Regions from separate parts of the Mus musculus genome. Here regions 2, 3, 4, 5, 6 and 7 are each linked to region 1. A link is a contact called in public Hi-C, HiChIP or PLAC-seq, Micro-C and promoter capture Hi-C data. All regions are on one chromosome and are shown on one strand. Each heading gives the region's core, a stretch centred on a gene start, on an enhancer-like site or on the middle of the called end of the contact. The rest is flanking DNA. Distances are from core to core; before and after follow the strand shown. Region 1 holds the start of Dhrs3 (dehydrogenase/reductase (SDR family) member 3). Region 2 has its middle 35 kb from the start of Gm42346. Region 3 has its middle 39 kb from the start of Tnfrsf8. Region 4 holds the start of 1700012P22Rik (RIKEN cDNA 1700012P22 gene). Region 5 holds the start of Tnfrsf8 (tumor necrosis factor receptor superfamily, member 8). Region 6 holds the start of Tnfrsf1b (tumor necrosis factor receptor superfamily, member 1b). Region 7 overlaps Tnfrsf1b (tumor necrosis factor receptor superfamily, member 1b).

The links. Promoter capture Hi-C pulls out the DNA fragments that hold promoters and counts their contacts. A called contact is a pair of places that touch in the nucleus more often than the background predicts. HiChIP or PLAC-seq counts read pairs in DNA pulled down with a chosen protein or histone mark.
Region 2: a contact with region 1 is called in a promoter capture Hi-C map of embryonic stem cells, with 2.8 times the contacts expected there. The contact joins the enhancer-like site here to the promoter of Dhrs3 in region 1. A contact is called at or near these places in 4 of 39 promoter capture datasets (the C10 cell line, embryonic stem cells, hippocampal neurons and 1 more) and 3 of 115 datasets of contacts at active chromatin or transcription factors (embryonic stem cells and large pre-B cells).
Region 3: a Hi-C map of regulatory T cells shows a contact between it and region 1, with 6 times the contacts expected there. The contact joins the enhancer-like site here to the promoter of Dhrs3 in region 1. A contact is called at or near these places in 6 of 39 promoter capture datasets (the 3T3-L1 cell line, the C10 cell line, cranial neural crest and 3 more), 1 of 484 Hi-C or Micro-C datasets (regulatory T cells), 4 of 115 datasets of contacts at active chromatin or transcription factors (Th17 cells, embryonic stem cells, large pre-B cells and 1 more) and 1 of 9 other capture datasets (embryonic stem cells).
Region 4: an H3K4me3 HiChIP or PLAC-seq map of stem cell-derived neural progenitor cells shows a contact between it and region 1, with 4 times the contacts expected there. The contact joins the promoter of 1700012P22Rik here to the promoter of Dhrs3 in region 1. A contact is called at or near these places in 5 of 39 promoter capture datasets (cranial neural crest, embryonic stem cells, hematopoietic stem and progenitor cells and 1 more), 1 of 15 datasets of contacts at CTCF or cohesin (large pre-B cells), 2 of 484 Hi-C or Micro-C datasets (the AML12 cell line and embryonic stem cells), 3 of 115 datasets of contacts at active chromatin or transcription factors (embryonic stem cells and stem cell-derived neural progenitor cells) and 1 of 9 other capture datasets (embryonic stem cells).
Region 5: an H3K27ac HiChIP or PLAC-seq map of T-cell acute lymphoblastic leukemia shows a contact between it and region 1, with 4 times the contacts expected there. The contact joins the promoter of Tnfrsf8 here to the promoter of Dhrs3 in region 1. A contact is called at or near these places in 18 of 39 promoter capture datasets (the 3T3-L1 cell line, the C10 cell line, the HPC-7 cell line and 12 more), 11 of 484 Hi-C or Micro-C datasets (CD4 T cells, CD8 T cells, LSK cells and 3 more), 22 of 115 datasets of contacts at active chromatin or transcription factors (the 230-238 cell line, CD8 T cells, T-cell acute lymphoblastic leukemia and 10 more) and 3 of 9 other capture datasets (adipose tissue, liver and macrophages).
Region 6: a promoter capture Hi-C map of pre-B cells shows a contact between it and region 1. The contact joins the promoter of Tnfrsf1b here to the promoter of Dhrs3 in region 1. A contact is called at or near these places in 14 of 39 promoter capture datasets (the C10 cell line, the HPC-7 cell line, cranial neural crest and 8 more), 3 of 484 Hi-C or Micro-C datasets (bone marrow-derived macrophages, embryonic stem cells and natural killer cells), 16 of 115 datasets of contacts at active chromatin or transcription factors (the 230-238 cell line, the NIH/3T3 cell line, bone marrow-derived dendritic cells and 9 more) and 4 of 9 other capture datasets (adipose tissue, embryonic stem cells, liver and 1 more).
Region 7: a Micro-C map of embryonic stem cells shows a contact between it and region 1, with 3 times the contacts expected there. The contact joins the enhancer-like site here to the promoter of Dhrs3 in region 1. A contact is called at or near these places in 19 of 39 promoter capture datasets (the C10 cell line, HPC-7-derived erythroid cells, cranial neural crest and 12 more), 3 of 15 datasets of contacts at CTCF or cohesin (the NIH/3T3 cell line, large pre-B cells and pro-B cells), 16 of 484 Hi-C or Micro-C datasets (B cells, the P5424 cell line, cortical neurons and 11 more), 33 of 115 datasets of contacts at active chromatin or transcription factors (DN3 thymocytes, the HPC-7 cell line, the NIH/3T3 cell line and 20 more) and 3 of 9 other capture datasets (adipose tissue, embryonic stem cells and macrophages).

Annotation. Positions count from the first base shown.
Region 1 is chr4:144,891,500-144,894,848 of GRCm38.p6, forward strand. Dhrs3 (dehydrogenase/reductase (SDR family) member 3) reads left to right here and starts at 1,578. Exons shown (of 6, transcript NM_011303.7): 1 at 1,578-2,210. The coding sequence starts at 2,016. It also overlaps a transcript of Vps13d not described here.
Region 2 is chr4:145,375,916-145,379,264 of GRCm38.p6, forward strand. No RefSeq gene overlaps it. Among named protein-coding and RNA genes, the nearest start is that of Gm42346, 35 kb to the right of the region's middle. Within about 2 kb of position 1,711, at least 8 of the 459 cell types and tissues checked have an H3K27ac peak or open chromatin away from gene starts, as enhancers often do. A contact at or near this core is called in embryonic stem cells, where this site is marked.
Region 3 is chr4:145,352,355-145,355,703 of GRCm38.p6, forward strand. No RefSeq gene overlaps it. Among named protein-coding and RNA genes, the nearest start is that of Tnfrsf8, 39 kb to the left of the region's middle. Within about 2 kb of position 1,722, at least 37 of the 459 cell types and tissues checked have an H3K27ac peak or open chromatin away from gene starts, as enhancers often do. A contact at or near this core is called in Th17 cells and regulatory T cells, where this site is marked.
Region 4 is chr4:144,437,007-144,440,355 of GRCm38.p6, forward strand. It overlaps 1700012P22Rik (RIKEN cDNA 1700012P22 gene), which reads right to left and starts at 1,766. Exons shown (of 4, transcript NM_027056.1): 1 at 1,482-1,766. The coding sequence starts at 1,598.
Region 5 is chr4:145,313,303-145,316,651 of GRCm38.p6, forward strand. Tnfrsf8 (tumor necrosis factor receptor superfamily, member 8) reads right to left here and starts at 1,862. Exons shown (of 13, transcript NM_009401.3): 1 at 1,720-1,862. The coding sequence starts at 1,782.
Region 6 is chr4:145,245,042-145,248,390 of GRCm38.p6, forward strand. It overlaps Tnfrsf1b (tumor necrosis factor receptor superfamily, member 1b), which reads right to left and starts at 1,829. Exons shown (of 10, transcript NM_011610.3): 1 at 1,683-1,829. The coding sequence starts at 1,760.
Region 7 is chr4:145,212,873-145,216,221 of GRCm38.p6, forward strand. Tnfrsf1b (tumor necrosis factor receptor superfamily, member 1b) reads right to left here. Exons shown (of 10, transcript NM_011610.3): 10 at 1-3,228. The coding sequence ends at 2,915. Among named protein-coding and RNA genes, the nearest start is that of Vps13d, 20 kb to the left of the region's middle. Within about 2 kb of position 1,704, at least 70 of the 459 cell types and tissues checked have an H3K27ac peak or open chromatin away from gene starts, as enhancers often do. A contact at or near this core is called in T-cell acute lymphoblastic leukemia, adipose tissue, bone marrow-derived macrophages and 8 more, where this site is marked.

The sequences.
Region 1 (3,349 bases), core at 328-2,827:
CTGCCCCAGATTATAGGGCAGGCTCCCTGGCTGTCTCTCCCTCTCCCGCCCAGGGATGTGCAGAGGGGGCGGGTGGCAAGTCTCATCAGCACTTTTAACTGGGCCTGCTTCTCATGACTCACCTCCTAGACTTCCCGCAACAGGCAAGTCTAAATAGCTGGGTCCCGCCCTCCCAACAGGGAGACGTTCTTACAAGGGGTGGGCAAGAGGTTACAAGGTGGGTGCCCAAAAGGTCAGCGGGGTAAGGGCACCCAGAGAGGGGACACTGGATGAACTGAACAGTGGCATAGCTTTGAAGACGTGTTGTTTACAGGCTTCTGTTATTAAGGAAATTGCTGTCAGTCAAGGTAATTCTAGCCCAGATAAGCAATAAATAAGCTCCCAGCTAATCTTATGGGGATTTTATTGGCACCTGGGGTTAGAGGTCCTTTGCCCTGCTCCCCTTTCTCCCAAAGCAAAATCCTGCCTCCCAAGGGGTCCCTCTACCTCAACGTGAGAGACTTCACGTTAATACAACTTCGGATGTACACTCTTTGAAGGAAAATGGGAATCAGGCAATGATGAAACATAACCTCCTGGTCCTACCTGGAGGCAGAAGAATGACCAAGTGACCTGAAATGAACCCTTGGCGACCCAATAGCATCAAGGCATGCGCGAGTTTCCCCTCGGTTTGCCCGGCCGCTCAGGGGTGGTCACCTGGCCCAGGCTGGGAGCCAGGTCTGATACAGCAAGCTGGCTTGCCAGAGTTGGTTGCAGCGTGTTCGAGTTCCGGCTGCGAGCCCTCGGGGACTAGGGCAGCAAGTTCCAGCTTGCAGAAATGAGAAGCGAGTCCCAGGGGAGTGCGAGACGCAGCGAGACCGGGTGCGCGCCTAGGCGCGTGCCCCGCCACGGCGCAGGGGGAGGGGAAGTCGCCGCAGCCACTCAGAGGCACGATAGTGAAGCCTCCCAACAACTTTAACTGTCAATCAGACTTAATGGGGTATTAAAAAAAAAAAAAAAAAAAAAAAGGAGGGGGCGCCCTTTCGGTCCACGCCGCAGCTGCCCCGCGGACGAAGTAATAGGGCGGTGCAGACTAGGGCGTCCTATCCACGAGTGCTCCACAGTACGGGCCCGACCAAGTTGGAAAGAACAAAAAAGAAGGCAATAAATACTAAAGGGGAGGGGGGAAGAGAGGGAGCCACACCGAGCGGCAACTCCCAGCCCGGGCTGCAAGAGAGGGAGGAGGGAACCGGAGAGAGCGGGCGCGCGCGAGGGCGAGCTGTGCACGAGAAGAAACTGACACCCGGACCCCCCACTTCTCCTGCACGGTGCTGGCAATCAGATCGCGTTTAAGCAATTTCCTGAGCCCAAGAATAGCAATGAGTCGGGAGACTTTCGCGGACTGAAATTGGGAGCTGCAATCACTCCCCAGGTTTTGTGTGTGGTGTTTTTGTGTGTGGTTTTTTCCCCCCTTTCTTTTTCTGGAGAAAGTTGGAGGGGGGCGCTACAATTGGGAAACAGCTTTTTTGTTTGTTTGTTTTGTTAATCTTGCACTTTGAAACCGCGGACTGTAGCTGTGTGCGCGCTGTGGTTGGTGCTTTTTTTTTTTTTTTTTTTCGTCCCTGGCCTTGCCTAAACTCTTCTGTCGGTCTGTAAACATTACCTGTGAATTTCCCAGCCGAAACGGCTGTTGGGGCAAGAAACTTCTTGTTAAAACTTCCCACCCCTTGGACTCTCCACAGCCCCTCTCACCGTCCCAATCTTCTGAGACGCTTTTTACCTCTCCGCCAGAGCAGAGTTTATCTTTTTTTTCTTTTTCTTTTTTTTTTCTTTTTCCTCCCATTTTTCCTCGCCCTGTCCTTTACATCTGAAAGGAGATCAGTTCAAGAGTGACCAGGTGGGACGCCTCCTTTTCCTTATTTAGTTTATTATTGTTTGGGGGAGTTTTCTTTCTATCTTTTTTTAATTCCTGTCCGGGGAGTTTTGTCCACCGCCTCCTACCACCTCCCCCTGTACCCCGCTCCTCCGCGCGGAGGATGGTGTGGAAATGGCTGGGCGCGCTGGTAGTGTTCCCTCTGCAAATGATCTATTTGGTAACCAAAGCAGCCGTGGGAATGGTGTTGCCCCCCAAGCTTCGGGACTTGTCGCGGGAGTCAGTCCTCATCACCGGCGGTGGGAGAGGCATCGGACGCCACCTCGCTCGGGAGTTCGCAGAGCGTGGCGCCAGAAAGGTACACGGCGTGGGGGCGGGGTGGCACTGCGACACCTGGAGTGGGCGCTGAGGGTAAAGGGACTCTGGCACGCAGGGAGGGGGAGGCAGTCGTGGGGGGTGTTCCCACCTGCTGCGGGTGCGGAAACCAGCGCCAACGATCTGAAAGTCTCAAGCCACCCACTCCTTGCATCACCTGGGACTGCGAAGCAAGTCGGTTTCATCCTTCATAGATTTCCCGGGCACCGGACTGTGTTTTGGCAGGCCCTGAGTTGCTTGGCTCCCCTGGGATTGGTATCTCGCTGGCTATTTACCCCTACCAACTACCATACCTAGAATACCCACCCATTTTGCCGCATGACTCTTTCTCTAAGGTGTAGTGCCCTCTCTCTCTCTTTGCCCGCACCCTGCCAAGCGCAGGGTGTGCGCGCGCCCCTAGGTAGAGCTGGAAGCCAAACCCCCTGCTAGCTTGCGCTTGGTATTTTGCTTGGCAACTCGCTGCCTAGTCCCAAACAAGCTGAGAGGTTGCAGCTAGGCAGGGACGTGAGATAGGGTGCTCGGTTCAGATTTGTAAAGGAGAGAGTTGACGTGGATGGTCTAGTCCGGCTGAAAGACTGGGAGGCCCAGGTGTTTAAAATTCTGAAAGAGGGGTGAGGGGGTAGCCAGCCGCTGATAAAGAGAGCCCTTGTCCTCACCTTCAACCTTGATTCCCACCCCCGCCCTCTTCATCGGAGGGGATCCTTCTCAGCTGGATTGGAAGGTGGCACTGTGCCCCTCTGACCACTGCCTCTTATTATGTGGGTGACACCAGCTCCCCATGCTCCAGGTTTTGGAGACGTGGTGTTGCAGAGTACTGGAGGGAGAGCCAGCTGTCACCCAACTTGCAACTGCAGACCCGGCTGACTCACTCAGTGGCAAGAGCAATGGAGAGGGATTTGAGGCCGGCAGGCCGGTCTGTCTCCAGCCGGCCCGCGAAGACGAAGAACAAACTAGGGAATTAGTTTGAAATTTAAACTGTTGCTAAGGAGGGGGGGTGGGAGGACCAGGCTAGCCAGCTGATCTGACATGGAGCCGCATACCTTGGGGATTAGAGTAAATATGCTCTGTGGAAAGCCAAACCTTCATGTAATTCCAGGTTGCTTTTGTTTTGTTAAATACTGC
Region 2 (3,349 bases), core at 461-2,960, 480 kb after region 1:
ATGTGACCATTCACATTCATGCTCTTGTCACCATGCCAGGCAGGGCTGTATCCCTGTGGAACCAGGAACCTGTCCTAAACAAAGCCCTGCTTAAGTTGCTTTTGCCATGACTATCTTCTATCTGCCTGCCTATCACATGTCTGTCTATCTATCCATCCATTATCTATCTATCTATATCTATCTATCTATCTATCTATCTATCTATCTATCTATCTATCTATCTATCCTTTATCATTCTGGTTGTATGGGTATATGGCATGAATTTGGAGGTCAGAGGGTAACTTGCAGGACTTGGCTCTCTCCTTCAATTAAGAGGTTCAAAGGGACCAAATTCAGACCACCAGTATTGTGCAGCAAGCACTTTTACCAGAAGAGCCACCTTATTGGAATGTGTTTTAGAACCTTTCCTCCACAGATGCATGTGTACAAAACACACAAGAATCATGTATTTGAATTTGTTCCTCAGCCAAGATGTCTCATCCTGAACATGAAAGTAGATCTATTCTCAAGCAGTTCACACCAGGGGCAGTGGGCCTGGAGTAGCTTCCATTGGTCTGCCTGGGCTATATGGCCCAACACTAGATACTGGCATGTTTACACAAGTAAAATCTAACTGCTCCAAGATTTGGAGGCTGAAGTCCAATGTCAGGTACTGGTGGTCTGGTTTCTGAAGGTCTCTCTCCTTCCAGATAGCCACCCTCTCACACATTCCCACATAATCTCCTGGTGCTTGTACATTGCCAAAGTTCCCTGTTTAAAAGATAGCAATGTTACTGGAATAGAGCCATCCCTTTATCTTCATACCATCCTAAACACTTGGCCTCCAGATACAGTCATGTGCTGTGAAGTTTAGACCTTGGACATACTTGTGGGGGTGTGGGGGTACAGTTCAAGCTGTGCTCATCACTCTTCTCTGGAGGGAGTAGTTCTGATGCTTTCTAAGGGAATGTGCTTGTGAACACAGAAGTTCCTGTTTCCCAATTGATTTTTGATCAATCAATAAGGATGCTAGCAACCAATGTCTGGGCAGAAAAGGTGGGACTTCTAGGTTCCCATAGGTAGGGTGAGAGATGCAGGAGGAGGAAAGAAGGTTCACCATGCTTCAGAAGGAGAGAGAGTCACCAGCCATGAGATGTCTGGGTCAAGGTTTCTCTGAAATCCTGATTGTCCTGGAATTTGCTCTGTAGATCAGGTTGGCCTCAAACTCAAGAGATCCTCCTATGTATGCTACACCATTTCTGGCTTCATTTCTCATTCTTGATGCTGGACAGAGACTCCAGCTCAGGACCTACCCAGGGGATCATGAGGACAAACACTTTAGACACTACAGGAGTAAAATCTGCAGAACTCTGGGTGGCTGTGGCCATAGAAAGGTGAAGTGAATTAGTGCTCAATAGCCAGTCGTGCGGTTGTAATTCTAAACAGAGACTGCAATGTCTCCTTTAACTTTCACTGTCATTGATGTAGATGATGAAAGGCAGCTCTGAATGTCACACAATATACTCAAGATCACAATATTGGGAGGAGCATTTCTGAAACCACTATGTGCTCTCCCTATTTAGGCTGAAATGCACAGAGCAAGACTGCTGCAGGCCCTCTGGGCCCCTTTGTCTGCGTGGAACGGGTCTCTCGTCGCGGGTGGGCTAAGCTTCGGATGAGTGACAAACAGACGCACACAGGAGAGTCTGTATTAGATCTGAATGTAATGTCAAATCGAGCATCAGACTTTTTATGCAGAAGATAATAAGGAAGTTGGGTGACACACCAGCAAGGTACAAAGAGGTTACTGGATTCTTACATAAAACAGGAATGCAAACACAGAAGGTCTAACAGGAACCACCTGGGATAGAATTCATTGTTAACAACTGGGATCAAAAAGGGCTCCTCCTAAGATTCGCTTAATCTTAGAAGCCAGGGTCAAGGGCTTCATGCCCTTGCCATAGTTCCTATTTTAGTCTATTGTATAGTCCACCTTCCCCTTAGGCCATTATAAAAACGTGCGTATGGGTGTAACTCAGCTATAGTCTTAGAAGCCAGGTGTGAGGTCTTTACTCTCTTAGGGCAAGGGCTTTCACACCCAAGTCATGGTTCTAACTAGGGAGTTCCGTTCTAGCTAACCATCTCATGAATAATGCAATACTCTAAAACCACAGCCCGATCTACTTCCTAAACCATTGTAAATTCCTGTATATGGGAGTGACTTGGCTTTTATTGATAGTGTAATACCAGAGGCTATTCTGAATGTCACTGTCTAGCTCAAGGACGTTCTAAGACTGTTGGAACACTGGCAGAAGGCTTTAGCTATGTCAGAATTTAATCTTAAAAGGCACTTATAATAAAGAGAGCACGTGGATCCATCCACTAGACTAACTCGGGAATGGAAAATTTAGAGAGCACGCCAGACTCCAGGAGCGAGTTTCCGTGAAACTCTTTTGCCTCGAGAGTAGCTTTCAAGCCTCTCGGCTTGTCAAGCTGACTCAACCAGAGCACGTGGCACAAGACAAATGTCAGGCAGAGGAGAACCTTAGGTTAAACCAAAATGTGAATTCTTAAAACATCACAGAATACTTGTTTTAGAATAAATAATGTTGCAATGCATGTTTCATAAAGAACTCATAAGAGACAGGAAAACAAACACACACACACACACACTACAAGTAATCTAGTACAGTGGCATATACCCAAACCTGTAATCCCAGCAATGGAGAGAGTGAGGCAGGAGGATCAGGATGTCAAGTTCAACACTGGCTTCTACAAAAGAAAAGAATAGGAAATAAAATAAATGCTGTTTAAACAAAATATGGACTAATCTGTCCTACAATGATATATATATATATCATATATATATGATATATATATGATATATATATATTTGAAGTCCATCAAGGCTACCTGGGAACAGCTCCGTGCATAATTATTATTTTCTTTAATTTTTTATTAGATATTTTCTTCATTTACATTTCAAATGTTATCCCCTTTCCTAGTTTCCTCTCCGAAAGTCCCCTATACCCTCCCCCCCCCCCCCCCCCGCCCTGCTCCCCAACCCACCCACTCCTGCTTCCTGGCCCTGGCATTCCGCTGTACTGGGGCATATAATCTTTGCAAGACAAAGGGCCTCTCCTCCCATTGAGAGCTGACTAATCCATCCTCTGCTACATATGCAACTAGAGACACAAGCTCTGGGGGGAGGGGGGTACTTGTTAGTTCATATTGTTGTTCCACCTATAGGGTTGCAGACCCCTTTAGCTCCTTGGGTACTTTCTCTAGCTCCTCCATTGGGGGCCCTGTGTTCCATCCAATAGATGACTGTGAGCATCCACTTCTGAATTTGTCAGGCACTCGCATAACC
Region 3 (3,349 bases), core at 472-2,971, 460 kb after region 1:
AGGCTGTTTCATTTGGGAACATAAACGATTGAGGCAGGTAGTGACCCACCCCCGCAGGAATTTATTTATTAAATATTAATATATCATCCCCTAACACCTATCAGTCCTATTTCTGATGTGTACTTGGCTGTCAGTTTCTCAGTTTATCATTCCTAGGGTTGTAGGTCACCCATTTTCTAGACCTGGACTCAGAAATGAGCATGCCCAGGGACCTCAAGAGGATCCTGGAGAGATCAAGGGGAGAGCTCATTTTTCAATGAGTCCCTTGCCGAGACACCTATATGTGTGTTGACACAGGTACATACATGCCATGGCATACATATGAAGGTCAGAAGACCACATAGGATGTGGGTCCATTCTTCCATTTTGATGTAGGGGATTTCTTGTTCTTCCAAAGTGTATGCCAGGTTACCTTGCCCATCAGCCTTTGGGATTTCTCTATCTCCATCTCTCACCTTCCCCATAGGATTTTGAACACTTGCTCTGCACCTGGCTTTTACATGGGTCCTGGGGATTTGAACTCAGATCCTCAAACTTACATGGCTAGAATTCTTATCCATTGAGCCATCTCCCCAGGCCTGAGATACTTTAACATCTGACTTTGGTCTAGTCTGCTTTGGAGACCCAAACACCCATCTGTTTGGTGGATAGCCATCTATCTAGATCTGAGAGCTACAGATAAGGCTAGTATCCTGAGCAGGACATAGTGGCACATAGCCATATTCCATACTTAGGAGGTAGAGGCAGAAGGATCAGAAGTTCAAGGACAGCCTTGGCTACATTTTAAGTTCCAGAACAGCCTGGGCTTTGTGAGATCGTACGGTAGAGAATACACAAAAAATCCATACTCCCAGGGATGGGTGTGTACTGCCAGGTAGCCAGTGTCTTCCTTAGGCAAAGTGAGACCAAATGAGGTCAGGATACCTGGACATCAAGAGGACTATCAGAAAACAGAGGCTTACATGGAAACAGGAAGTGTAGGGCCCTGAGTTTTATTAGCACACTATTCAGAACACTCCTTCCCCTCTGCCCTGGAATTCCCACTTTAAAGACCTCAGGAGTCAGAGGGGCCAAATGAGGAGAGCCAGCTCAGCTAACTCCATCTTGTCCCCTTCCAGCTTTCAGGGGCTTCTCCTCAGAGGAGGCTGATGGCACTGGTAGTATACTGTCACCTTCTGGATAGTCAGTCCACAGGGCTTCCAGTGGGAGGGACAGAGCTGGGCCAGCTGAGGCTATGACCACATCAGTCCTGTGCGTGAAAAGCCTGGAAGGAGAATAGCGAGGTCTTGGGAGACTACGAGGAAACAGATAAATAGGAAAATATTACGGGGCCTTTGGTAATGGGACACAGTAACAGCTGCACCTTGGAGGGATGGCCTCCTTCCTGGCCAGACTGGAGCAAGTGTCAAGGAATGTCAAAGTTGCAGGGACACTTTGTCAGAGCCTGGGCTCCCCATCTTGATAGGATCTGTCACACCTAGACACTTCCCAACCCTAGGTTGGGATACACCCTGTACCCTACCAGGAGGGATGGGCTTGTGGCTGACAAGTGCTGTCACTGCTCCACAGGGCACAGAGGACCAGACGTTCAGCCTCTTGGGGACAGAGTTTTCCTCAGACTTTAAATGGAGGATGTTGTTGAGGACCAGCCCCCTGTATGGGCAGGGCTTGAAACAGGTGGATGCCAGAGTGCAAGGGAATAATCAGATGAGGGTTTCATGTTTCAGTTTCATTTCATGAGAGACAGGACCGAGAGGAAGTGCACTCAGCATGGCTTGATGTACTCTGGTAACCTGTGTCTCTCACAGATTTTATATATACAATTATTTCCTCAGAAGCTTTATTCATTGATTAAACAGCTTTCCAAAATACATTTACATCTAAAGTTTTTCTTGATTACATACGAATATTGAAAGAGGAATAAAGCAAGCAAACAGCAATTTTAGGAGAACTAAAAATTAACATTATGATAAAATCAAATTTCTTTTAACTTAGTATTTTCTTTCTTAAGATTGGTGTTCTAAGGCCTTTCAGTTTTTCTAAAGTCTAGGCAGGATTACTGATTTGAATTTTATTGTTTCAGTTTGGCATAGAATTAATGTAACAAAAGTTATTTCCTATTACCTGTTGTATCAAGCTTGGCTTTCTACAAAAGTTCAACCTCTCTGACCCTTGTTTAATCCTTCCTTTCCTTCCTCTATATTTCTTTTATAGTTGGCATAATACCACCATCCTTTTTTTAATTCTTAAAACACTTTGCAACCCCTTGCTTAAGGAAAGGCTGCCTGTTCTTTGTTTTTCTGTAATATCAGAAAAGTTCTGATCTGACAAGTCTACTCAGGAAGACCGGCAATTCACTAAGTCAAAATTTTCCTCTGTGTCTCTGTCATGAACCCTTGTTTCAATATGGTTCCTATCTTTATTACAGTTCTATAAAGAACAGAAGAACATCAGGATTCCTAAAACTGCTTGCTTTTGCCTCCAGGAAGGCATCAAGGCTTGTCATTAACTGTCTGATCACAATCTCTTTCTATTCATACTAGTTCCTTATTTCTGAAGCTAAACATAAGAACCTGGTGATTTAATTAGTTTTTCGGCTTCTAGAATTTCCCTGAGTTTTTTCTTCTGTAATAACTTTTCTCAAATCTTCTCTCTCATGCTTACTAATAACATCTATTAGTGATCTAAATCCATATCTAAGTAATAAATTCTAAGAAAGACTCAATTTTCTGCGTGTCTCCCCCCACCCTCACCCCCCACCCCGGGAAACTTTAATTTCATTCTTGTTTGCATCACCTTTTTGTCATCCCAGCTCTAGCTTTCAGAGATAAGCCTTTAACAGTGAGAAATACAACTATAAGCAAAAGATGGGTAGCAAATTCTCACCAAGGGCAGTGAAGGGTCAGTCTAGGTCATTCAAGTACTGGAACTTTATCAAACCGCATTTTCAGGACGTTGGCACCACCAGGATGTCCTAGCCCAGCAGACAGTGCCGTGGAGGGCAAAGGTAAAGGCATCTGTCTTACAGAATTATGGAATAGTCCCCCGAAAAGCCATGATCCCCCCTCCCTGGGGCAGCAACTAGGTCTTCCCACTGGTTTACCCTAGGTCACCACAAACTCAGTCCATGTTGACCTGGCTACTACAACCCTCCACAAGATGGAAGAGAGGAAATGGATCTTAATGGAATCCTTTCCATGTTCGACTTGGCCTTGAATACTTAAGCTTTATGACTTCACTAAGCCTCCCCTGAGAACCCAATACTGAGGATGGTCCCTTTCTACCCACTTTATAGGGGAACCGAAGGGTCTTCCTCCTCTTCTCTTCTCCCAGTTGCAGCTACTTTGTC
Region 4 (3,349 bases), core at 516-3,015, 450 kb before region 1:
AAGTTCTATCTTAACCTCTTTTGTTTTTCATCTCCCAAGATTATATGAGTGTCTTGGAATTGCTGAAAAGAAAAAAAAAACATACATACTACACATTCACACGTATAGACAGACAGACAGACAGACAGACAGACAGACATAATCTTGGGCTTGGGCTGCCTTCATACTTGATTTGTTATCAAGAATGTCCTTGAAACACAGATCCTTCTGCCACTATCTCATAAATGCTAAGTGCTCTGGTGTACAGGCAGGCAGCTCACCTAGTTTATGCACCTCTGGAAATTGAACCCTGGGCAGGTCTCATGCATGTTTCACACGCACTGTGCCAATTGAACAACCCAGGTTCAGTCCAGGTAAAACTCTAAGTGGTTCCTTTTTGCTGGCCAAAATGGTAAACGTTCAGTTTCAAGCATCCCATGCAGTGGAAGCCAACACCAAGAGCCTGTCCTGTTTTGCGAGTTAACAGTGAACATGGGCAGGAGGGCTTGTGGAATTAGTGCAGTGAGCAGCAACATAGCCAATTAACCTCACTGCAGGGAGTGCTATCTATGCCTCCTTCAGTAGGTGCTATGAACAGAGAAGGGCCAGGCTGCAAAGTGTAGAAATTCTTCAAATAGAAGTGCAAATAATGACCCAGGGTTAAAAGTGCTTACTGCTCTTGCAGAGGACAAACTTTGGTTTCCATCACCCACAGTGGACTGTTCATAACTGTCTGTAGCTCCAGTTCCAATGGACAGGATTCCCTCTTATGGCTTCTGCAGGCATCTGCATGCAAGTGCACACATGCATGTGATCACAGACTATATATATATATATATATATATATATATATATATAATTTGTACATGTAAATAAGTGTACCATGATAATACAACATGAGGAAGCCAGAAGAAGACATTGGATCCCCTGGAGTTGTGTGTGAGCTGCTGTGGGGACTGGAAACCAAGCTTTAAACCGTCCCCTGCCACAGCAGTAAGTGCTCTTACCCACTAAGCCTTGTGTCCAGCCAGGTTTAAAAAAGAACTTTAAAGAACTATAAAGCTGGTGGCACATGCCTTTAAGAACTCAGGAGGCAGAGACAGGAACTCTGTGAGTTCAAGATCAGCCTAGTCTACATAGTGAGTTCAAAGACAGTGAGGGTATACGTAGAGACAATTTTAGAAAACGAAATAAACAAATAAATAAACAATAATAAAATTTTAAAGTACAAAGGAATTGGGGATCTCTTGGTACTTTGAAATTCCCCAGTGACAACTGTTAGAGTTCCAACTGTATTACTACATCTGCTATGGTGTCTTTCGGGCATAAAGAGGGACCTTAATTATTGCTTGAATGCGTCTTTCCTATGTAGAGGACGAAGGCCCTACCTTACACCAGAGTCTTAAGCTGAACCACGCACTACCTCACACCAAACATACCTCACATTTCAGAATAGCAATGGCTTTCTCTGAGCTGTTTTCCCACTGGCTCTTCCTCCTTACCTTTCCTCTTTCTTCTACCCAGTTTCCAAGGAGCACTTTCGTTGAATACTTCTTTTCAATCTGCCAGCCTGGAGTAGAAAATGCCTCAGGAACCACTGAGGTTGAAAGCATGGCCATGATCTGTCCTGCGTCCCTCTGCCTTAGCAGATTCAGGGGTGAGAGAGATGTTAGGAGGTTGTTAGATTATTCATCTCCTCATCTACCCCTCATGAATAGGTAGGTGACACTGTCAAACTTAGGAAATTCAAAACAAAGCCAGAGAGCTCACATTCCTCTGGGGAGAGTGATGTGATCTTGGATTCTCTTCTGTTGACTGTCTCCATGGTGACAGACTCTGGGCAGAAGCAGTTGGTTCTGGGGGAGCAAAGCTGGCCCCACAAGCACAGTCCAAAATGAAAAGCCACCATGATGAAAACAGTAGTGAAAGTTCAGGTCTCTGTTGTTATGCCAAGAGGGCCACCACTCTTGCTGAAATCTTATTTTTTATTATTTATTTACATTCTAGATGTTGCTCTCCTCCCTGGCTTCCCCTCCCTGCATCTACTCTCCCATTTTCCCTCTACTTTGCTTCTGAGAGGGTGCTCTCCCAACCAGCCACCCACCCCCCACCTCACCCGCACTAGCATTCCCCTTCTCTAGGGCATCAAATTTTTTACAGAATTAAGCTATTCTCTCCCACTGAGGCTAGACAAGGCAGTCCTCTGCTACATATGTGGCAGGGGCCACAGACTAGCCCATGCATGCTCTTTGGTTGGTGACTTATTCTCTGGAAGCTCTGAGAGGTCTGGGTTAGTTGATACTATTGTTCTTCCTGTGAGTTTGCAATGCCCTTCAGCTCCTTCAGTCCTTCCCCTAACTGGAGGTGGTCTCTTCAGGTTCCATCTCGCCACTGTTGGCCATTTTGGCTAAGGTCATTCCAACTGGGTCCTGGGAGCCTCTCACATCCCAGGTCTATGGGACGTTGTAGAGCTTCCTCCCTGCCCCCACCTTATACTGCTGTATATTTCCATTTATTCTCCTGGCCCCCTGGGCTTCTCTGCTATCTCTCTCCATACTTGCTCCTGCTCCTCCCCTCCCCTCTCCCACCCATGTTCCTCTCTCCCTCTGCCTGCCATGATTATTTTGTTGCCTCTGCTAAGAGGGATTGAAGCATCTACACTTGGGTGTTCCTCCTTGTTAAGCTTTATATGGTCTGTGAGTTGTATCATGAATATTCTGAACTTTTTGGCTGATATCCACTTTTCAGTGACTATATACCATGCATGTCCTTTTGGGTCTAGAATACCTCACTCAGGATGATATTTTCTAGTTATACCTATTGGCCTGCAAAATTTATAATGTCCTCATTTTTAATATCTGAATAGTAATTCATTGTGTAAATGAACCACATTTTCTGTAGCCATTCTTTAGCTGAGGGTTATCTGGGTTATTTCCAGCTTCTGCATATTACAAATAAGGCTACTATGAACATAGTAGAGCATGTGCCCTTGTTATTTGGTGGAGCATCTTTTGGGTATATGCCCAGGAGTGGTACAGCAGCATTTTCAGGTGGAAGTATTTCCAATTTTCTGAGGAATTACAAGATTGATTTCCAGAGTAGTTGTACCAGTTTGCAACCCCACCAGCAATGAAGGAGTGTTCCTCATTCTCTACAACTGGAGTGAGTTGGACACTTTCTTGAAGGTGAGTTAAAAGGCAATACTACTTGGTGTTGATATGTGAACCTATGCTAACATACTAACAGGCATTCACTCATAGCATCCTTTGAAGGCTGATAATGTAATGGTATCTGCTTTGTAGTTGAGAACACTGAAGAACACAGAGAAGTTCAGCTACCTAAAATCACAGGGTTACCTGGTGGGACACCT
Region 5 (3,349 bases), core at 612-3,111, 420 kb after region 1:
GTAGTGCATACCTGCAACCTAAGCAATCAGGAAGTGGAAGGAGAAGGACCAGTTCAAGGCCATCCTTGGCTACATAGCAAACTGGGGGCCAACCTGAGCTACATGAGACCTTGTCCAAAAAAAAAAAAAAAAAAAAAAAAAAGCAGTTGGTAGTACATGCCTTTAATCTCAGCACTCAGGAGACAGAAGCAGGCTGACCTCTGTGATTTCAAGGCCATCCTGCTCTACCGAGTGAATCTCAGGACAACCAGGGCTACGCAGAGAAATCCTGTCTCGAAAAATAATTAATTAATTGAAATAAATAAATAAAAAGAGAAACCCCTATATATTTCTATAAAAGTGATCCAAATACAGATATGCTTTTATAGATGCTGTAAATAGCAGTAAAACAAGAACATGCTTACAGCTTAGAAGATATTGGTATAAAACAATTAGCTCTATCATAGCATTTATACTTTTTTGTTTGGGGGCATTTTCACACATTCCAGGTAGTAGTAAGTACACGGCTTTAATTGTAAAACATGTTTTCACAGGCCTGTGAGATGGTTCTGTGGGTAAAGGCACTAGCTGCCAAACCTGATGACCTGAGTTCTATTCCTGGAACCCACAGGGTCAAAGGAGAGAACCAACTCCCAGAGTTGTCCTTAAACCTACATACTCATGTAAGAATGTGCCATGCCCTGATCAAAAAATGTTTCGACTTAGTAGGAGAAAAGAAACCAAACCTCCCCACTTTCACATCCTACTTTTTCCTTCATCTTCCAGGGTCCTTGTTGCTCCAAACTCTTACCTTCCCCGAATGAGGGCTTCGGGCATGGGGGTGAGGTAGGGTAGGACGGCTCCTCTGCTCACTTCTGCCCTCTGCAGGGCAGGTGTCACACTGCCCACTGGAGATGAAAGGGACACCTTCCTACCATCTCTCTCCTGCCCTCTCTCCTCCCTTGTCTTCACACCTCTCTAGCAGAGACACCTCATGTCCAGCAAGCCTGCTGCTGTCCCTTGTCTCCCTCCCCCAGCTACCATTCAGCCATGCACTTTTTTCTTCCATGTAGACCTTAGGTTCCGTAAAGAAGATTATCTGAGTGGCTCTTCAAAGTCCTGTCTCCTTCCCACACACTAATGCCTAGTGTGGCATTGGCCCCTAGGAATTGTTCAGTTTTCCTAACTCATTGACCAGACTTATTTCTGGGGCTTTCAACTATAGAACCAGAGACAGCACTGACTTGCTCCTGGGACAAATATCCACCATGTGCTTGCTCCAGGGCACCCAGCCCACATCACCAGCTGGCCAGACCCCCACCTTTGCTCTCATTCACCCCCTCCTCTCTTTCCTCAGCCCTTCCAGCCTACGGATGCACAAACAACCCGTTATCATCCTCTGGCAAAACAAGGGCATACTCAAGTTTCTCTATCCAGGACCCCCTCTGGGGCAGCAGTAACAGAACAGGAAAGGAACAGCTTTCTCTTGCTCCGGGTTCAACTCACGGATAATGAAGGAGCAAACTGCTCCCAACTATCGACTACCTGCGTTTGTGACGAGAGAAGCTCTAACTTTACTCTTCAGTTATCCACCCACCTGTGGATGCTTGCATATTTTAGTTGCCTCCTGTGCCCCCTCACTCTAGTTTGAGTTGGGGAATAAGGTGAGAGGTTGCCTTGTCCTCCTTTACTCTAGCCACTGCTCTCGCACAGTGTCCGGGGCTACTGTCATTCCCTTACCGTTGGGAAGGCTTGAAGCATCCCCAGGAACAGCAACCCCGCTGCGGTGAGTAGGGCGCTCATCTTGGCTTCCCGAGTCTCCAGCGCCTGGCCACCTGCCGGCACCCTGACTCTCCCGCGGTGAAATCACTTCTAATGTGACTGCGCCTTCCTAACCCTTCTTCGGGTTCAGCCCTAATCCTTCCCTCCCCCACCCTCTTACCACCTGTGATGCAGCGATCTGCCTGCCTGTGAAGCCTAAGAGAGAAGGGGCCACCACGTGCAGAGATGACTCAGGGCTAGCCACAGCGCACGCACGCAGGGGGCTCCCCTGCGTTTTGAATGATCCGCCCCGGATTTGAAGAGGAACCGGGAAGCCGGCTCAGCTCTAAAGGTACAGGACTCAGGAGTCTGAGAGGTACAGAATCCTGAGGCCTCTAGCCCCATTCCCCACCCCCAGGAAGGGTGAGATTCTAAGCCCACATCATCAGGATTCTTTGGAAGGGACAGAGTGAGGAGAGTTTCGAGAAAAATGAGCACTTCTTCATTGTAACATTTGCTGTAAAGTAAAGCCAGCCCTGCACGGGGAATGAATGGGCGAATAGAGAACAAATGGATGGAAGTGTGGGTGGGAGGATGAGGGAATGGATGGATGGGTAGATGGGTGAGGAAGATGAGAACAAATGCATAAATGGATGAGGGGATGGATGAATTGATGGATGAGTGGAAAGAGAACACGTGGATTGGAATATGGATGGATGGATGGATGGATGGATGGATGGATGGAAGCAAGGAAGGATGGATGGGCAGATGGGGTAGGTGAATAGAGAACAAATGAGTGATGAAGTGGACGGATGGTAAATGGATGAGAGGGTCACAGAATGAAGGGATGGGTGGATGGATGAAAAGATATCTGTGAATGGTTAAGTGAGTGGGAGGGTTGGGGAATGAATGAAGAGATTAGGTAATGGATATATGGATGGATGGGTAGATGGATGAGTAGGTAGATGATGGGAGGACTGATGAGATGAGGGAATGAATGGATATGGGGTAAAGGGGAAATGGATGCATAAAGCAATAGATGGATTAGTGGATGCCTGCATGGAGCATGGGTAGGCAGGTGGGTGGACTGACCAGTGAACGAACTATGTGAAGACTAGGGCATATGTTAATCAATCCACAGGTATCCCTGCCCTTTTTTGCCTGGTGGATATAGCTGGCACCCTGGAGCCTCACCTGAAGTCTGCCTTATTCTATTCCCCAAGCTGCTGTTCGAATGTGGGGCTCCTCGGACTCCAGGCTCTCCTGATTGCTTCTGTGAGTACTGGCAGCACATGGTCACTGCTGAGCACTGACTAGCAGGTGCTCACTGCTTTTGTCTGGTATTGCTTTGTTTTCAAACATAGAAACCAACACCGAGAAAACAGGCATGCTACCTATGTGCTCTAAAGATGGGAGAGTGGCTTCTTTCAAGCCCAGAATGATGCAAGGGCCTTTTGGCTTCCACATTTTAGTCTAGCTTTCAGTGTTGTTAGAGATTCCCACAGGGCACCAGCTGCCACTTCCTACCAGGATTTTCCAAAGTCCCTACGAACTTTCCATTTCACACATAGGCCTCTTTGAGGTCCACATCCTACCTGGAAAATCCACC
Region 6 (3,349 bases), core at 579-3,078, 350 kb after region 1:
TAAGGGTCCCTTCTACCCTTGAGGGACAGAGAATAAAAAGTAGCATGGAATCTGTGCTCTATAGAGCAGGTCATGTCTAGGTGGGGGGATGTGTACAGGCCTTTCTGGTGACCTGGCATTTACAAAAGACTCAGAAGTGTTGAGAGATCTGTAATATGGACAATGTGTGTGCAGGGGTCATACACGCACAGTGGTAGACACCTAGTCATCAGCTTCACAGAGCATAGGTTCATGTGAGCAGGCAACACAGATATGTCCATCTGGCCTGGAATACCTTGAAGGTAAGGAAGGGTTCTGCCTCCACCACTAGGAGCTACAAAGGCTTCCCAGATAGAGGTGTCTGGGCTTGAGCAAGGTCTCTCTGTCAAAGGAGGATTTGTGGGAGTTAGAACACAGGCAGACTAGCTAAGAGTCCACGCAACAGTAGTAGAAGGTCTAAGCTGACCTGGGACTGGTCAGGTATGGAAGGAAGTCTGAGGGAAACACCTTCAGCCAAACCACTGTGGATCCCACAAAGCCTTGCGTGTCCCATCCGGTACAGAAGCTCCTGTGCTCTGTCTGTCCCCAGGGACAGACCCCAGCTCAGTGCCCAAAGACCTATCCTTCCTTGGAGCTCAGAGCACAATCCCCACTCAGGCTCCTGACCACAACCATGCACATTCACACTCCGCCCTCAGAACTGGGACTGTCCTGACCCAGAGTCCATCCTTGACACCTCCCTGAGGACCTACACCCACCAAGGATGAGTCCATTCCTTTGCATCCCAGGACCATTGAATATCACCTCCGGACGCAACAGAAGCCACCTTCCACTCTACTCCCCTGCAGTCAGGTAAGCACACCCTGTCCATCAAGGTGGGCTCAGGAGGCAGAGAGCATACATGGAACCAAGCAAAGGCATGTCAGTGCAGCAAGCTCCCTTTAAATCCTTCAAAAAAGGTAATTTCTCTGAGCCTCCTCATTTTTCCGTACCTGTAATCTGCCTTTTTTTACCCTGTCTTCGATCAATGGAGGCAGGAAGGGGGGGGGAGGGGGGCAATGTGAATACCGGATACTGGGATCTTTAATCGGTCCATTTTCCCGAGGTTCCTTGGGGTAGCTGCCCTCTCTGCCACTACACTGAGAACATTCTGAAACGTCCCCTGAACACAGCAAGGCGGATCCATGGAAGCAATCTAGTGACAGAGAAGTGACTCACTCCCCATCGGTCTCTTATACTAGGCGCTTACTTAGACTCCTGGCCCCGCCAACATCTAGTAATCCCAGGGTTTCTAAGAAAGAGACAGACCATGGCGCAGAGAAGGAAGTCTTCAGACGACACAACCCGCTCAAGCAATGGGGCAGTGGCCCTGGTCCTTCCCGCCTCGAGACCGCGGGACAGAAGGGATTTCGCAAGGATGAACAGTGTTCCTGAGCCCTGCTGGGTGTTATTCGAGCCCTGATCAAGCTCGCGGAGAAAGCCACTGGGTATTTCTGGAACATAAGGCTGTCGGGAACCGAGTACCACCCCAGGATCCCAACGGGCCAGACCTCGGGTCCCCAGTGGGTCCCCAGAGGCGCGTGGCGCGTGTCTGCTGGGGACGTGATGGCCTCTCATGCTGTCCCGGAATTGTGCAGTAGCAGTAGCTGGAATGGGCACTTTGTGATGCGCAGCTGTCCCCCGTGACCCCAAGAGTCACCCACCTGGGCGGGCACTGTGTGCCCGGTGGCCCACAGCTGCAGTTCGAAGACCAGCGCGACCCAGAGGGCGGCGGGCGCCATAGGGGCAGCGGTGGCTCCCGCCCTTGTGCCTGGAGCTCTAGTGCCTCAGCTGCGCTCTAGCTGGTGACTGAAAGCGAAACCCTCAGGCCAGGAGCTAGGGCAGACCAGGGGGTGGGGGGAGGGCGGGAATGGGCGGGGCCGCGCCCTGAGGACACGCCTCTTTACACAGAGTCCTCGCCCCTCGCAGGACACCTCCACCTGTGATTCCCTGGCATCTCTGGGCCTCTTTCTCCAGCATCTCTTCCGGGAATGAATGCGCTTCTATCACTCCTTCCTCTTCGAGACACCCTTCCAGTGGTGGGGAAGAGACTGGCGCAGGTGTCCACTATATTCGTGACTGGGTGCCCTGATTGGGCCTCCCCCAGCTAATTTGTCACCATCAGCCCGTCCCAGATCTCATGGACTTCCTACTCTTCGTGGTAGGACATGGGGGGAAAGCAGTCCCAAAGTTGGCACCGCTCAGGAGAACCAAAGCCTTCTAGATAATTCACTCATTTAGACTCTAGAGCCAGGCTAACTCCACATGAATGTTTGCATCTTCTCATGGAGCTTATTAATATGAGCTATATAATATGGCTCCTATAATGTGCAGCATATGTCTGCTTACTCGGAGTGTACAGGCATAGTATAAGCAGCATTGCATAGGTATAGCTCTTTTTAATATGTTTCATTTTTTCCTTAAACATACTTGGAACCCTAAGTAAGAGCAGTCCTCTTTTTCTGAGTTCTCTTGGCTGATAGGTAAACAGAAATCGAGGAAGAAAACCATCCAGAAAGTCTTGCTTCCTAGAACTGACCTCATCAGCAAGCTCCCAAGGACAGTGCATATCCCTACAGCCCTGAATATGGAGTATTTGGAGAGGTAGGGTGGGTAGGGAGGCAGGCAACTATTCTGTCCCTCCTCATGGACACATACACTCTTACTGTAGGCTGATTGAGATACTGAGAGACCCGCAGCCACTGGCCCTTGTGAGGGCCACCTCAAGGACGGTACTTTTAGGTGCTGGGGGAGAAACTGGGAAGTGACCCTTGGGAGGATGGAAAATCCCACCTGCTGGTCAGGAGCCTGGGAAATCACCTGGTTCTCACATGTTTCTGAGACATAGGTCTCAGCTCAAAACCTCAACCCTGAAGAGGGGTAGCCACTGAGCAGGCAGGGAGGGTTCTGGTCTTTAAGCCTCCTGTGGAAGACATGTGGAGGAGGTGCTCTGGTCTATCTGAGAAAGCTGAAAGCCAGTGTCACCTGTCAGAAGCAAGATTCAGTGGTCTGCCCTGGATTCTGCCCAGTGGGTCCAATTTACTCATTCTCTCCAGGCAGGTAACAATGCCACCAAGAATCACATGTGGGAGACCATAGGCTGGTTCCTAACTTAGTCTGTATTCTGCGGTTCAGCATCACACATGTCATACACTTTGAAGAGAACGGGGTGACTTCGTTTCATGGTTCTCATCCAACGTTAATGGAACATAGCTGACGATAGCCTTGGTGGCAAAAACTACATAGTAAGAGATACGGATGGTGTGTGTGTGTGTGTGTGTGTGTGTGTGTGTGTGTGTGTGTGTGTGTGTTTGTGTGTGTGTTTGTGTTT
Region 7 (3,349 bases), core at 454-2,953, 320 kb after region 1:
CTACCCCATAACTGTAATTTTGCTTCTGTTATAAGTTTAATGTAAATATCTGATATGGGATACCCAAGAGGTCATACCCACAGGTTGGGAACTGCTGCTTTGGAGTCTTGAACTCTATAAGTATTCTTTAGTAAATAGAGCATTGTCAAAGCAACGAGCAGAGCTCCTCAAGGCAACAGGATCATGCTGTCTGCTCAGGAACCATGTTAAGAAATCACAGGTGAAAAGTGAAGTTCGGGGTTGGGCAGCTGATTGCGTTTGCCTAGCATTCACGAGGCCCCTGGGTTCAAGCCCCAGCACCACACAAATCATAGGATGGACAGACTTGTCATCCCAATACTTGGGAAGTAGAGGCAAGAGGATACAAAAGTCAAGGTCATCCTTTGGCAAGGTGGTTGTCAGTCTTAGATGGAAAAATAAGATTCGAAAACATAATGTAACGCCAAGGGTCCTGACACGGTTGCACATGCCTATAACTCAGCACTCTCGAAACTGAGGCAGGAGAATATCCAAGTTCAAGGTGCCTGGAGGATGCAGCCAGACTGGGTATACAGCAAAACTCCATGTATGAACAAACAGATAAGCAAAAATAATGATTAAAAGATAAAATCAATTTATTTAAAAAAATTTATTACATTTATGGTATGTGAGTGTGTGTGCAAGAATGTGATGTGTGCACATATGCAGAAGCATGTATGGGGTGGTGGTCAGAGGACAACTTGCAGGAATCAGGTCTCTTCTACCTTATGGTCAGGGATCCAACTCAGGTCATCAGGTTTGTCCGCAAACTGCCTTACCCACTGAGCCATCTTGCCAGTTCAAAACTAACTTATTAAATAGGAAGGGGGAGCCCTTGGAGAGATGTCTTAGTGGATAAAATGCAGGTATACAAGTGTGAGGACCAGAATTCAGATCTCTAGTATTCATGTAAATGTCGGGCAGGTATGGCAGCCTGCCTGTAACCTGAGCACTCCATAGGCAGACAGAGATCCCTGAAGCAAGTTAGACTAGAAAATGTGCAAGCTCTGGGTACAGATGAGAGCCCTGCCTCAGTAACTGAGAGTGATCAAACACACCCAAAGCCAACCTCTGGCCTCCACACACTGGCACACACATACATGCAAACATGGACACACACACACACACACACACACACACACACACACACACACTGAAGGAGGGAGATTCTGGACTGCCCATCCTTTAGGAATGTGTTATAGGTCAGCACTCAAATTGTTCCCTGCTCCCCCTCCTCTGATTGCAGAGCCCTAAGCTGGTCTAAGCTAGTACAGCCATTGTTCACATCCACGGTGTGGGCTTCCGAGATGACAGAACCCGTCTCCTTCCCACAACACAATGAGGAGGCCAGACTCAGAGCAGGAGATAGGGGCAAGCCTGGAGTCTACTTGGCTGGGTGTTTCCTCAGCATCCACAGGCTACAAGTGGGAGACAGCCAGGTTCTCTGCAAGAGTGGCTGTAAAGGTGGGATGGGAGGTGGGGTGGGGTGGCTCAGCCAGGGCTCAGTGTACAAAACAACAACAAAAAGCATTTATAAGCAGGAATTCTGTCCAGCACACAGTGCAATTGCTCCTTAGCACACCCTTTAGGGATCCACACAAGCACAGGAGCTGAGGCCACACCCAGGAACAGTCCTTTCCAATTCATTCTTTTGTTGCCTAGGAGGCCCGAGGTCATCCCAGGACGGGCCACCAGGGGGCAGACGTGTTCCTTCCCCTCTACAGTCTGATGCTGCAGAGCCTTAACAAGTCGGCCCCAAGTGTCCAGTATCTTGATTCCAGAGTGCTGAGCTCTTTAAGTCTCCATGGCAACAACTAGGCTCCTCTGCCAAGTTCATATCCAGTGGAATCGGTGAGCATGGCATCCAAGCACCTGAGACTGAACTTGCTTCTTGAGGAGTCTCCTGAACCCTTTCCTTCCAGGCATGCTAGGGGAGCAGGTTGATTAGAAAACCGGCATGAATCCTTTGGCAAAAGAGCTGGCTTCAGCTGTTTCCGGGTGGGCCTTTCAACCGATGTCATCAGCTGTTCCAACTCACAGTGCCTAACCCGGACATGCACTTGGGGTCACAGCAAGTACAGTACCAAGCCGTTGGGGAGTTAGAGGGAGTGCTCCAGGCTGAGGTAGGAAGAGACAGGTGGCTGCAGGGGCCTGGGAACTCTACAGTCCCTGAGATTCCCTGAAGGAAGGCGTGGCCTTGGAAGGGCTCATTAGAAGGTCAGGAGGAGGAGCTCCAGCCCTCTGTGTGCCCACCAGAGTAAAAGTCAAAGGCAGAGGCTGCAAACCACACAGGGGGCTGGCTGTGCTGTCTGCTGTCTGCTGTCTACTTACGTTTTGCATGTGTTGCTGAGGATCAAACCCAGGGCATGCTAAAAGCACACTGGACCACTGAGTTACAGCCCTACCATCCTATAACAGAGCAACTCTGCCTGATGGGGCCTCTGATTCTTGCATCAAAAGAATTTCGGTGGGCTTGGAGAGGGTACTTCCTAAGAGTTTAGCACTAACCTGAAGGGCCTCTGTGCCCTACCAGGCCACCACTTGCTCCTACTTGCTGGAACCGCCCTGCAGTGTCAGCATTCAGGCTGAAGAGCTGTGCTATTCATGGAAGAGGATGTTAGCTCCTTAGAAGGAAAAAATACTGGGGCCTCTCAGAAGCAAGAATCAGGCAAGAGCCCAGGAGATCCAGAGGGGTCATGGAAGAGCAACAACTTCCTGGGACTGCCCCCATAAAACACCATGGCAGTTTTTGACCACTCTAGCTGTCTCAGCCCTCACTTGACCTGCAACTGGGGCTCTGGAAGCCACTAAGGGAAATGGATCCAGCAAAAGTCATGAAGTTCCATGGGTTCAGGGTCTCGGGGGTCCCTTTGCAGGGTGTTACCCCTGTCAGGGGTCAGGCCACTTTGACTGCAATCTGATCAAACCAGCCAGCTTGGCTGGGCTTCATGCCCATATCCGGCACACCAAGGGGCAAGGGCTTCTCATGGCTCTGCAGTGTCTCTGTAGTCTCACACGGGGACTGAGACGGACACTCCTCCTGAGAGAAGGGGACCTGCTCATCCTTTGGGGACGCTGAGGGCTTGGCATCTGGGTCTCCCACTGTGGCGCTGGCTTGGGAAGAGCACTGAGAACTGTGGTCAGAGCTGCTACAGACGTTCACGATGCAGGTGACGTTGACGTGGGTCCCGTGGCTTCCGTGGGAAGAATCTGTGAAGCACAGGATGGGAGGGTGAGTCTGGGGATCTTGGAGACAGGGTGTCTTTGCAGTTTGCCTCTTGTCCCAGGGGCAGGTTAGAGCAATAGGCCAAGGGCCAAGAGGCTAAAGACC